Linked DNA regions of Pan troglodytes: region 1 is linked to region 2. The links are chromatin contacts, called in public Hi-C maps. All regions are on one chromosome and are shown on one strand. The core of a region is the stretch at or near the end of the contact, and the rest is flanking DNA. Distances in the headings are between cores, read along the strand shown.

Region 1 (4,986 bases), core at 1,985-4,484, 420 kb after region 2:
CGCCATACCTTCTCTCTCCTTCCCCGGCTCTAACAAAATGGCTTTGGCTTCACCCTGGGCTTCCCAAATTCTTCAGCAAAGGTTGGCTCCTTCCTACCTCATCTCTAAATACATAATCACATGTGCTTCCCAGAACATGACAAGTTCTTGAAACCTTTGTATGTATATTTTCTCTCTCTGGAATGCCAGTATTCCCCCTACGTTTTAGACCAGGAAAATTCCTAACTATCCTCAATCTCAACTCAAATATGACCTCTCTCCCCACCAACATCATCATCACTCAGATCATCATTTCTTGCCTGGACTACTCCCTAACTCATCTCTAGGACTGCCACTCTGGCCCTACCCCATCCATTTTTCATACTGCACCCAGAGTAATTCTTTTAGAGACAGGGTCTGGCTTTGTCACCCAGGCTGGAATGAAGTGGCATGATTATAGCTCACTGAAACCTTGAACTCCTGGGATTAAACGATCCTCCTGCCTCAGCCTCCAGGGTAGCTAGGACTACAGGTGCATGCCACCATGCCTCACTCTTTCAAAAAAATTTTTTTGTAGAGATGGGCTCTTGCACTGTTGCCAAAGCTGGTCTTGAACTCCTTGACTCAAGCAATCCTCCCGCCTCAATCTTCCAAAGAGCTGGGATTGCAGGCATGAGCCACCTCACCTGGTCTACTTTCTAAAATGCAAACTTGATTGTATCACTCTCCTTAAAACTCTTAAATGGTTTCCCCTGCCCTAAAGGTAAAGTCATGACCCCTTAACCCAGTTTGGGCTCTTCTACCTCACTCCCACCCACTTCTCTTGCTTCTTGTTTTCTGGCCCCACTTACTACCCTACTGGTACCTCAGCCAGAGTTCCTGACACATTTTCTCAGCTCCTTGAAACTTGCCTCTCTTTTTTTTTTTTTTTTTGAGACGGAGTTTCGCTCTTGTTCCCCAGGCTGGAGTATAATGGTGCGATTTCCGCTCACTGCAACCTCCGCCTCCTGGGTTCAAACGATTCTTCTGCCTCAGCCTCCCAAGTAGCTGGGATTACAGGTGCACGCCACCATGCCTGGATAATTTTTTGTATTTTTAGTAGACACGGGGTTTCACCATGTTGGCCAGGCTGGTCTTGAACTCCAGACCTCAGATGATCCACCCGCCTCAGCCTCCCGAAGTGCTGGGATTACAGGCATGAGCTACCGCGCCCGGCCTGCAACTTGCCTGTCTTGACCCTACGTGATGTTCCCTTGGCTTGGAACTCTCTCTCTTCTCCTAGCTAACTTCTACTGACCCTTCAGGTAGGTCTTAGCCTGAACTCACTTCACTATAAGCCCTTCCCCAGACTCAGTGAGCTGCCTCTGCTTCCTGCTCTTACTGCCCAGTATTTTTCCCAATACAGCAGTGATCCTGTTAACTGCTTATTTATTTACTCATATGTCTCCCACATCCAATTGGGAGCTCCTTGAGGACAAGGGCCTACCTTATTCCTTGCTTAGCCCAGAGTCTACTAGGCTCTTTATGAATAATTGTTGAATTAGTGAGTGAACCAAGCATTCCCTGTCTTCACAGCACATACTCAGGCACTGCTGCAGCTTCTACCACCATCATTCTCATAGTTACTGTTCCAGATCATAGGTGACTGATTGTCTGGGTGTTCTTCTCTTTATGGACTGGGATTGCACCTTTAATGTTTGTACCCCTAATACTTTTTTTTTTTTAGACAGAGTCTCGCTCTGTTGCCTAGGCTGGAGTGCAGTGGCACAATCTTGGCTCGGCTCACTGCAACCTCAGCCTCCCAGGTTCAAGCGATTCTCCTGCCTCAGCCTCCCGAGTAGCTGAGACCACAGGCGCATGCCACCACACCTGGCTAATTTTTTGTATTTTTAGTAGAGACGGGGTTTCACCATGTTAGCCAGGATGGTCTCGATCTCCTGACCTTGTGATCTGCCCACCTCGGCCTCCCAAAGTGCTGGGATTACAGGCGTGAGCCACCACGCCCAGCCCTGTACCCCTAATACTTAATACAGTGCTCAACATTCATCTTTCCATCCCCCACTCATTATTTTTTAACAATTATTTCTTGAGTATCTACTGTGTGCTAGATATGGTGGGTATAGCAGTGAACAAGGTAGACAGGGCCCTGCCCTCAAGCTCACATTTTAGTGGCAAACAGTGAGTGCTCAGTGAACAGGAGGCTCAGTGGACCTCAGCCCTACTGGGAAGCCTCTGGAGTATTTCCTGTCAGGAGCTACAAAGCAGGGAGTACAGGTTCTGTGGGGAGAGAGTAGATTTTCTTGGTGACCTCTGGACCTCTCTTTGTCCAGGTCTCCTTGGGACTGGCCATCAGGTATCAGCAGCAGGGAGGGAAGAAATGAGGAAGGGAGAGAGAGGCAAGTATAGACAAGGTCTGAGTCCCTAAAGACAGGGAATTGTGTGTGGCTCAATGCCCATGGCCACTTTGCCGAGGCAGTTTGGTAGTCAGCTTTCTTTCCTACACTGGAGCAGAAGAAAGAAATAGAGCCACACAGTGAAAGACGTAAAAGGATAGAGATGATAGAGGAAAAAGGAAGGAGAGAAAAAATGGAACAGAGAGGAGGAGGAGCATAAGGAGAGGGAGTAAGATTGAGGCACAGAAAGAAGGCCTGCAAAACTGAGCCAGGCCTGCAAAACTGAGCCCTGCCTGTGTCATTGGCGGTCAGCTCTGGGGTATAGCTCTTCATTTGGGTCATCAGGGGAAAAAAAATATTCAATTTTGAACCCTTGGAATTCCCTCGATGCTTTCAGTAGCCCACTGATCCCTCAAGTTGTCTTTGGCTCCATCTGGCCATCCCAGGAGGCTCCCGCCAGGGACCTGCCAGCCCCCAGACCAAGATATAGTCATTGTGGACCCTCTCAAGCAAAGGGCAAGTGAAGGAAAAACAGCCTGTCTGAGAACAGCAGCCACTGATTTTCTTCGTTTAAAAAAAAATTTTTTTAGTGCTTATATAATTGCAGAAACCACTGATTTTTTATCTTTCTCAGAAAAGACCCTGTGTTCACCATCTGTTTCCTGACTAGGGGCTTCAGGCCCTATTCTCTGAGACACTGGCCTAACAGTATCCTAATCTGTAGGCACAGAGCAGAAACTTCCCTGAGCTGGGAGCTGGGGAGGCAGGGCTCCCAGATGCCAAGCCGCAGTCTGAGTTCCTTACAGTGATGCTGCTCTTGCTAGAAACCTCAGCTGCTCGCTCCTGAGGCTGGGATGCCATCTGCTGCTCAGCTTAGGAAACTGGCTGATGGGCTGCACAGCCAAGGCTGAGTCTGGTGGGGGCTGGGCAAGAGGCCCGCCCTGGGTCTCAGGAGAGCCATGTTTTTTGTTTCTGGATAAATCCAGTACTGGCCTTCCGGGACAGAGCAAATACTCTGTCCTCAGTCATTCTTCTTAGACTAGACAAGATGCCTCTCTTCGACAAGAAGAGACCTAGGGATTTTAGGGGGATGGGTGGGTCTGCTCTGCCCTTCGCAAAGTTCAGTGTCATCTCAAGGTTAAATTACCGAGAGAGGTCCAGGCTGCCTCTGAAGTTCTATAGATTTCCTCAAAGGGTTTATTTTTGTCTTTTCTTTTCTTTTGCTTTTTTTTTTTTTTTTTAATTTGCAGGTTTAACTAAGATTATTACAAGTTGAGTTAATTGGCTGAATGAAATAATGAGGCCAGGCCTAGAGGAAGTGGGGCTTTGAAGAAAAAAGCATGCTCATGCAGAATTGAAATAAAATCTTCAGACTCTCAGCAGTTTTTGAAGCCCCTGCTCTTTGGACTGTCCTCGTTCAGGCTCCAACCCAGATAGGGTTGGGAACTCTAGTATTTTAGGGGCCACATATTTGTTGGTATTTCTTGAAGAAATGGTTATTCTGAGGAAATTTTCTACAAGCCAGTGTGGTAGCCAGCCTCCAGGATGATCCATCCCCAATGCTGTCCATGTACTGATATTCATGCACTTGTAAATCCCCTCTCCCATATGGTACCAGGGTTTGTCTGTGTGACCAATAGAATATGACAGAAGTAATCATATGTAACATACAAGATTAGGTTATAAAAGACACTGTGGCTTCTTTCTTGGTCACTCTGTCATCTGATCACTCACTCTGGGGCAAGCCAGTTGCCATGTAGTGAACAGTGCTGTGGAAGGTCATGTGATAAGGAACTAGGCCTTCTATCAACAGCCACATGAGCCATCTTGGTAGCAGATCCTCTGGCCCTCATCAGGGCCTCAGATGACTGCAGCCCTAGTGGACGGCTTGACTACAACCTCATGAGTGACCCTGAGCCAGCTTAGCTGAGCTGCTCCCCAATCCTGACCCCCAGAAACTGTATGAAATAAACATTTGTTACTTTAAGTTCTTGAAGTTTTGGGATAATTTGTTTTGCAGCAACATAATAAATTTGTTGTATGGTATTATTATTATATCATGGTATATCATCTGCATTATATCACTTCTTTTCCTTATAAAGTCTGGTGTCTGGACTCCACCCCCTTAATCTCTCTAACCTCATCTCTTACCACCCTGCCTCCCCGCCGGCTTAGTCTCACCCTTGGCTCAGTCTGCCACAGACCCGTTGAATTTACTTTTCTCTCTGATGGAACTCCCTCCCACTCAACCAACCCCAAAATCTCTGCATGGTAACTTCTTTATCTCCTTCAAGTTTTCATTCAAATGTCACCTCCTCAGTATAGCCTGTCTTGACACTCTTCACTCCTTGTATAGTAACTCCTACATCTTCCTTTTTTTCGCTACTGTATTCTTAGCCCTTATAGTTATATAACATGTAATAAAATATCTTTTACATATTTATCTTGTAATTTCTGTCTTCCTCCACTAGAATGTAAGCTCCATGAAGGCAAGAATTTGTGTTTTTGTCTATTTTAGTTAATGTTCTATTCTTAGCATCTGGAATGGTGACAAGCATATGGGAGATATGCAATATATTTAGTTGAATGGGAAAAAAATGAATGTCATAATTTG
Region 2 (5,170 bases), core at 124-2,623:
AAGGAGGTAATAGTGTGGTGGAAAAAACCAAAGACCCTTACCCTTATGGGCCTTACATTCTACAGGGGATGAAGGAGGAGGCTGTGGTGGTTTATTTCTACTTCCTATTAGATCTTTCACTATACAGATGACATTTGTTGAAAAAATTAAACCAAATACTCTGGAATAAGCAATTAAGTGAAAGTGATATCTTAGAGCAGAGTTAAATTTAATTCATCAGCTGAGGGCCAAATTCCCTTTTAAAGTTTCCAAGGGTCAGGAGGCTAGCAGCCTTAATGTTATTGCTTGCATAGTGGTTTGATGAAGAGTTGGTAGGTAGTCTTGGCTCTACAACTAACTTACTGTATGGACTCTAAGGAAATATTGACATAAAAGTAATGCATTTGACCTCTACTTACTTAACATTAGGGAAATATCACAGACCCATGACAGTGGAGGTTTTGCGACCCTTCAGTGTATCCTTGTAGTTTCAGAGATGGCTTCCAGGTTTCCTTGAAATGAAATGTGGTTATTGTGGTTAAGTTTAATTTGTTTTAGCTCTGTCAGCCTAAAGTTGCTTTGCCTGTGAGAGAGAAAAACAGCTTTGGATGGATGTCATAATCTTAAAAGGTTTAAAAGTGAATGGATTGAAATTAAAATGAAATGTAATTAAATTTGAAAAAGTTATTACCATTTTTTTTTCATGATTGAAAGTCAGACATGTGCATTAAATTACTAAAATACCACTACTATTAGCATTTAGGGATATATATTTTCAGGTTTTTTTCTTTTCTTCTTCTATGCAGAGCATAAAATAACAGTTTTAATTCTCTCAGTGTTTTCTGCCTATAAACATGAAATATCCGTAGAACTAGGTTTCAGACTATTAAGTTAATGGGTTAAAACAGTCTGCTGTCTGGTTAATGGGTTAAAATTTCTGTTTTTCAAATACATAGCTGACTTGGTTGCCCAGTTGTGTGTTTTAATGTTCTCTGAGTTATTTCAGTGCTACTGAGAAAGACTTCTGAAGGGCTCTATGCTTTATACAGCTGACTTCTTTATTTCATGCCTTTCATTCTGCTGAGGGATATGCTGACTGTTAATATGTTCCTTTCTCCGTTTTTTAAGGCATGTGTTTTTCCAATAGTAGAATTTATTGGAACTAAACTTGTCTCTGTTACCGTACCCCCCTTCAACCCTGACTCCTCAATGAACAAATAAGCAAAACCTACCCTTTCCCCAAAACCTCCAAATCTGAATATACTTAATACAATGTCTGAAACATAAAGGACCCTCAGTCTTTGAAATGAACTCCATTTGGTTTTGACCAGAGCAGTCTTGCCCAGCAGGTCATGGTCGTGTTTGACTGACTGGCGTTAGGGCTTAATTGGTAAGAACAAACACATGCCATGGGCTTAAGTAGTTCTAGCTCTCTGCTATTCAGTGTGGTAGCCACTCACCATATGTGGCTATTGAGCACTTGAAATGTGACAAGTCTAAATTGAAGTTTGCTGTAAGTACACCAGATTTCAGAGTTAGTATAGAAAAAAGAATGTGAATTATCTCATTGATATTATTTTAGATATATTGGGTTAAATAAAATCTATTAAACTTTATTTTTACCTGTTTCTTTTCACTTATGGCTACAAGAAAAATCATATTTACATTGGTTATATATGTATCTATAACTTATATATATGTTATAAAAATTCTATGGGTGGTTTATTTCTGGCTTGCATTGTATCTCTGTTGGATAGTTCTAACCAATAAGTAACCAACCAGCTAAGGTGAGTAGATGAGAGGTTAGGATCAACTTTGTTCAATGTCCAGAATGGCATGGTAGTCCATGCATAGTAGCTATTATAACTTGTATTCTTTTAATACTTAAAACTGTAGTTTTAGATAGAAGAAAATTGGTTCAATTTAGGACCTTGTAAGGATAATGTTTCTTAAGGATACATTTTATCTTTGTTCTTGCCTGAAAACATTGGACATAGTAGTTGTAGGATCCCAAAAGAAGAATGCAGTAACTGGACATACTTTGGTTGGACTGGATGTATATTTGAGGAATATGATTATGTTAATATATCAAGTATAAAATTTTAATTCGATTTGGGTAAATTTGATGTGGATTGTATGAATGGTATGCAGCTAATGTTCATTTTCAAAGATCTTTTGAAAAGATATATTGTTATTATAGTGAAGTGAAGCACTCAATTTAGATGTTAATCCTTTCTCAGTTTTGCAAATGCCTTCCTGGAATCTCTTTAGCATAGCCAGAGCTTTTGAAGGACTCTGAAGAGCTTGTTACTGCATTATGTTGTGGCTACACTTTTCTTTTCTTCAGAATTAGAGTAGCTTAATTTTTTCCTGATTATAAAAGTTCTGTGTTCATTATATATTGTCCGTAATCCCACCACTCATTTTTGTGTATAACATTCCAGACTTAATTCGGATATGTGTATATGTACACTTATATCTGTTCTTTTCTTACCTTTTCTTCTTTTTAAAAATGTTGTTAGTAATGATTGTCCATACTTTTACACTGCTTACCATATGCCAGCCATTGTGCTGAGAGACATTTTATCCCCATAATAACCCTATTGAGTTGATAATTGCTCAAAAATACATATACATACAGGTGCAGTTTGAGCTCAGATCTGTCTGACCTGAAAGTCTGAACTCTTAATACTTTTACCATTGTACATCGTCCCAAGTTAACAAATATGATTTTATAACATCTTAATGGTGGCAGAGTTTTCCATTAAAATTAAATACCCCCAGAACTAAAATAAATACTGGAATCTAAATTTCAGTATTAAATTTCTAAAATTGGATATCCTAGACTAAGTAAAATAGATCCAGGTCTGGGATAGCTGCTTGAAGTGAGTGGAATGTCACTTGCCTCCGTGTGAAGAGACCGCCAAACAGGCTTTTTGAGAGCAGTAAAGCTCTTTAATCACCTGGGTGCGGGCGGGCTGAGTCCAAAAAGAGAGTCAGCGAAGGGTGGTGGGATTATCATTAGTTCTTATAGGTTTGGGATAGGCAGTGGAGTTAGGAGCAATTTTTTGTGGGCAGGGGGTGGATCTTATGAAGTACATTGTCAAGGGTGGGGAGAATATTGCAGAGTACCTTCTTAAGGGCAGGGGAGGATATTACAAAGTACTTTCTCAAGGGTGGGGAGGGTGTATTGTCACAAAGTCAATTTATCAGTTAGGGTGGGGCAGGAACAAATGGCAGTGGTGGAATGTCATCAGTTAAGGCAGGAACTGGCTATTTTCGCTTCTTTCTTTTGTGGATCTTCAGTTGCTTCAGGCCATCTGGATGTATACATGCAAGTGACAGGGGATATGATGGCTTAGCTTGGGCTCAGAGGCCTGACATGGAGCAAAAGAGCTTTTAGAGTATTTTCCATGCTAGACTGGTGGTACTTGAGTGCTGTAGCTGTTTAAATGGGCTCTGTGGTTTGCAGGTACAGAGGCTGAGTTTTGTTATACAGTTATGGTATGATTTCCATCTTTCTTTGAACTCTTGAGTTTTCTGGAAGAGATGCTTACCTAAATTAGTAGTCCATAGTTCTGTAGAGGCATTTGAAGATTATTTTATTGAATTGTTAGTGTAAGCTTTTCTGTGAGCTGCCTAATAAACAGGATTTGGGAGAGTTTATATAAGTAGATGATGCATTGAATGCAAAATTTGAGCCTGTGTAGGACTTGCTTTTTTGACAGCGGCATTTATTTTTATTTTTTATTTAATAAATTTTATTTTTACTGTATATGTTTAAGGTATACAATGTGATATTTAGATATACATAGTTAAATGATTACTACAGTGAAGCCATTTAACATATCTGTTATCTTAGAGTTACCTTGTGTGGGTGGTAAGAGGGCCTAAAATCTACTCTCTTAGCAAGTTTTCCAAATACAATACAATGCTATTGACTACAGGCTTCATGCTGTAGATTAGAGCTCTAGATTTTTTATTTACTTATTTTTTGCTCTGTCACCCAGGCTGGAGTGCACTGGTACGATCACAGCTCACTGCAACCTCTGCGTCCCTGATTCAAGTGATTTTCATGCTCCAGCCTCCCAAACATAATAGCTGGGTTTAGAGGCTTGTGTTACTAAGCCTAGCTAATTTTTGTATTTTTAGTAGAGATGGGGTTCCGTGCTATTGGCCAGGCTGGTCTCGAACACCTGGCCTCAAGTGATCCACCTGCCTTGGCTTCCCAAAGTGTTGGGATTACAGATGTGAGCCACCATGGCTGGCCAAGAGCTCTAGATTTATTCATCCTGCATAACTGCAACTTTGTATTCCTTGACATAAGTGTCCCCTACTCCCACCATATGGTAACCCATCTTTCTACTCTCTTGTTTTTATTTATTAGAGAACATGTAAAAATCATGCAATAGTTTTCTCTGTGTCTATGATTTATTTCACTTAGTATAATGCCCTTCAAGTTCATCCATGTTGTAGAGCAGCATTTATTTAATTTGAAAACACTTTGTCAAAAATTAATTTGATTTTCTTACGGTTCAAGATAAGGAGTTCTTTCATAACTCTGAGGAAGACATCTTACCCCAGTTATATTTGTGTTGCTTTCAAAGAGGTTTGAAGTACTTCTCATTTATAAGCTATCCTGGCATTGCGCATTGCAATATTTAGCAGGCAAGTTCTTAATCTCTAATACCAGAAAGATGCATGTTTATGTATTTGTTGAAGTGATGCTGGCCTGATGGAGCAGTAGTGGTTTTGAAATCAGAATGATGGAGCAGGCATGTAAGCCTGCCCAGTGTTAGGCAGCAGGTGGATAGGAGTTTAGCCTCCTCAGGATTGCTGTTAGACTGTCCTTTATATCACTTTGTGCTGTTTAGCCGTCAAGCAGGGTTGAAAAGACTTCATATCTAGAGTAGTATTTCTGAATTAACAGGTAATAACCTCTAAATATATCAGATTATTAGTAATTAGCTGGTGGGGCGATGGGCACTATAAATTTTCTTTGATATTTTTCCCCACATTTAAAAAAAGTTTTTTATGTTGTTAATGTCACAAAGTTTAAAAAACTTAGACTGTTAGATTTGCGTGTCTTAGATTTTTAGGTTTTGTTTATAATCATACACCGTGTTCATTTCCAAAGCACTATTAATATGGAAATTTGATGGTTTTTCACACATTAATATGTTGATTCGTC

What was found. Hi-C and Micro-C count contacts between places; a contact is called where the count stands out from the background.
Region 1: a Hi-C map of induced pluripotent stem cells shows a contact between it and region 2, with 2.6 times the contacts expected there. The contact joins two enhancer-like sites. A contact is called at or near these places in 2 of 7 Hi-C or Micro-C datasets (induced pluripotent stem cells and stem cell-derived neural progenitor cells).

The regions. Positions count from the first base shown.
Region 1 is chr4:136,977,212-136,982,197 of NHGRI_mPanTro3-v2.0_pri, forward strand. No RefSeq gene overlaps it. Among named protein-coding and RNA genes, the nearest start is that of MATR3, 32 kb to the right of the region's middle. Within about 2 kb of position 3,235, at least 8 of the 24 cell types and tissues checked have an H3K27ac peak or open chromatin away from gene starts, as enhancers often do. A contact at or near this core is called in induced pluripotent stem cells, where this site is marked.
Region 2 is chr4:136,556,823-136,561,992 of NHGRI_mPanTro3-v2.0_pri, forward strand. All of the region lies in intron 7 of CTNNA1 (catenin alpha 1), which reads left to right. Among named protein-coding and RNA genes, the nearest start is that of LRRTM2, 41 kb to the right of the region's middle. Within about 2 kb of position 1,374, at least 2 of the 24 cell types and tissues checked have an H3K27ac peak or open chromatin away from gene starts, as enhancers often do. A contact at or near this core is called in induced pluripotent stem cells, where this site is marked.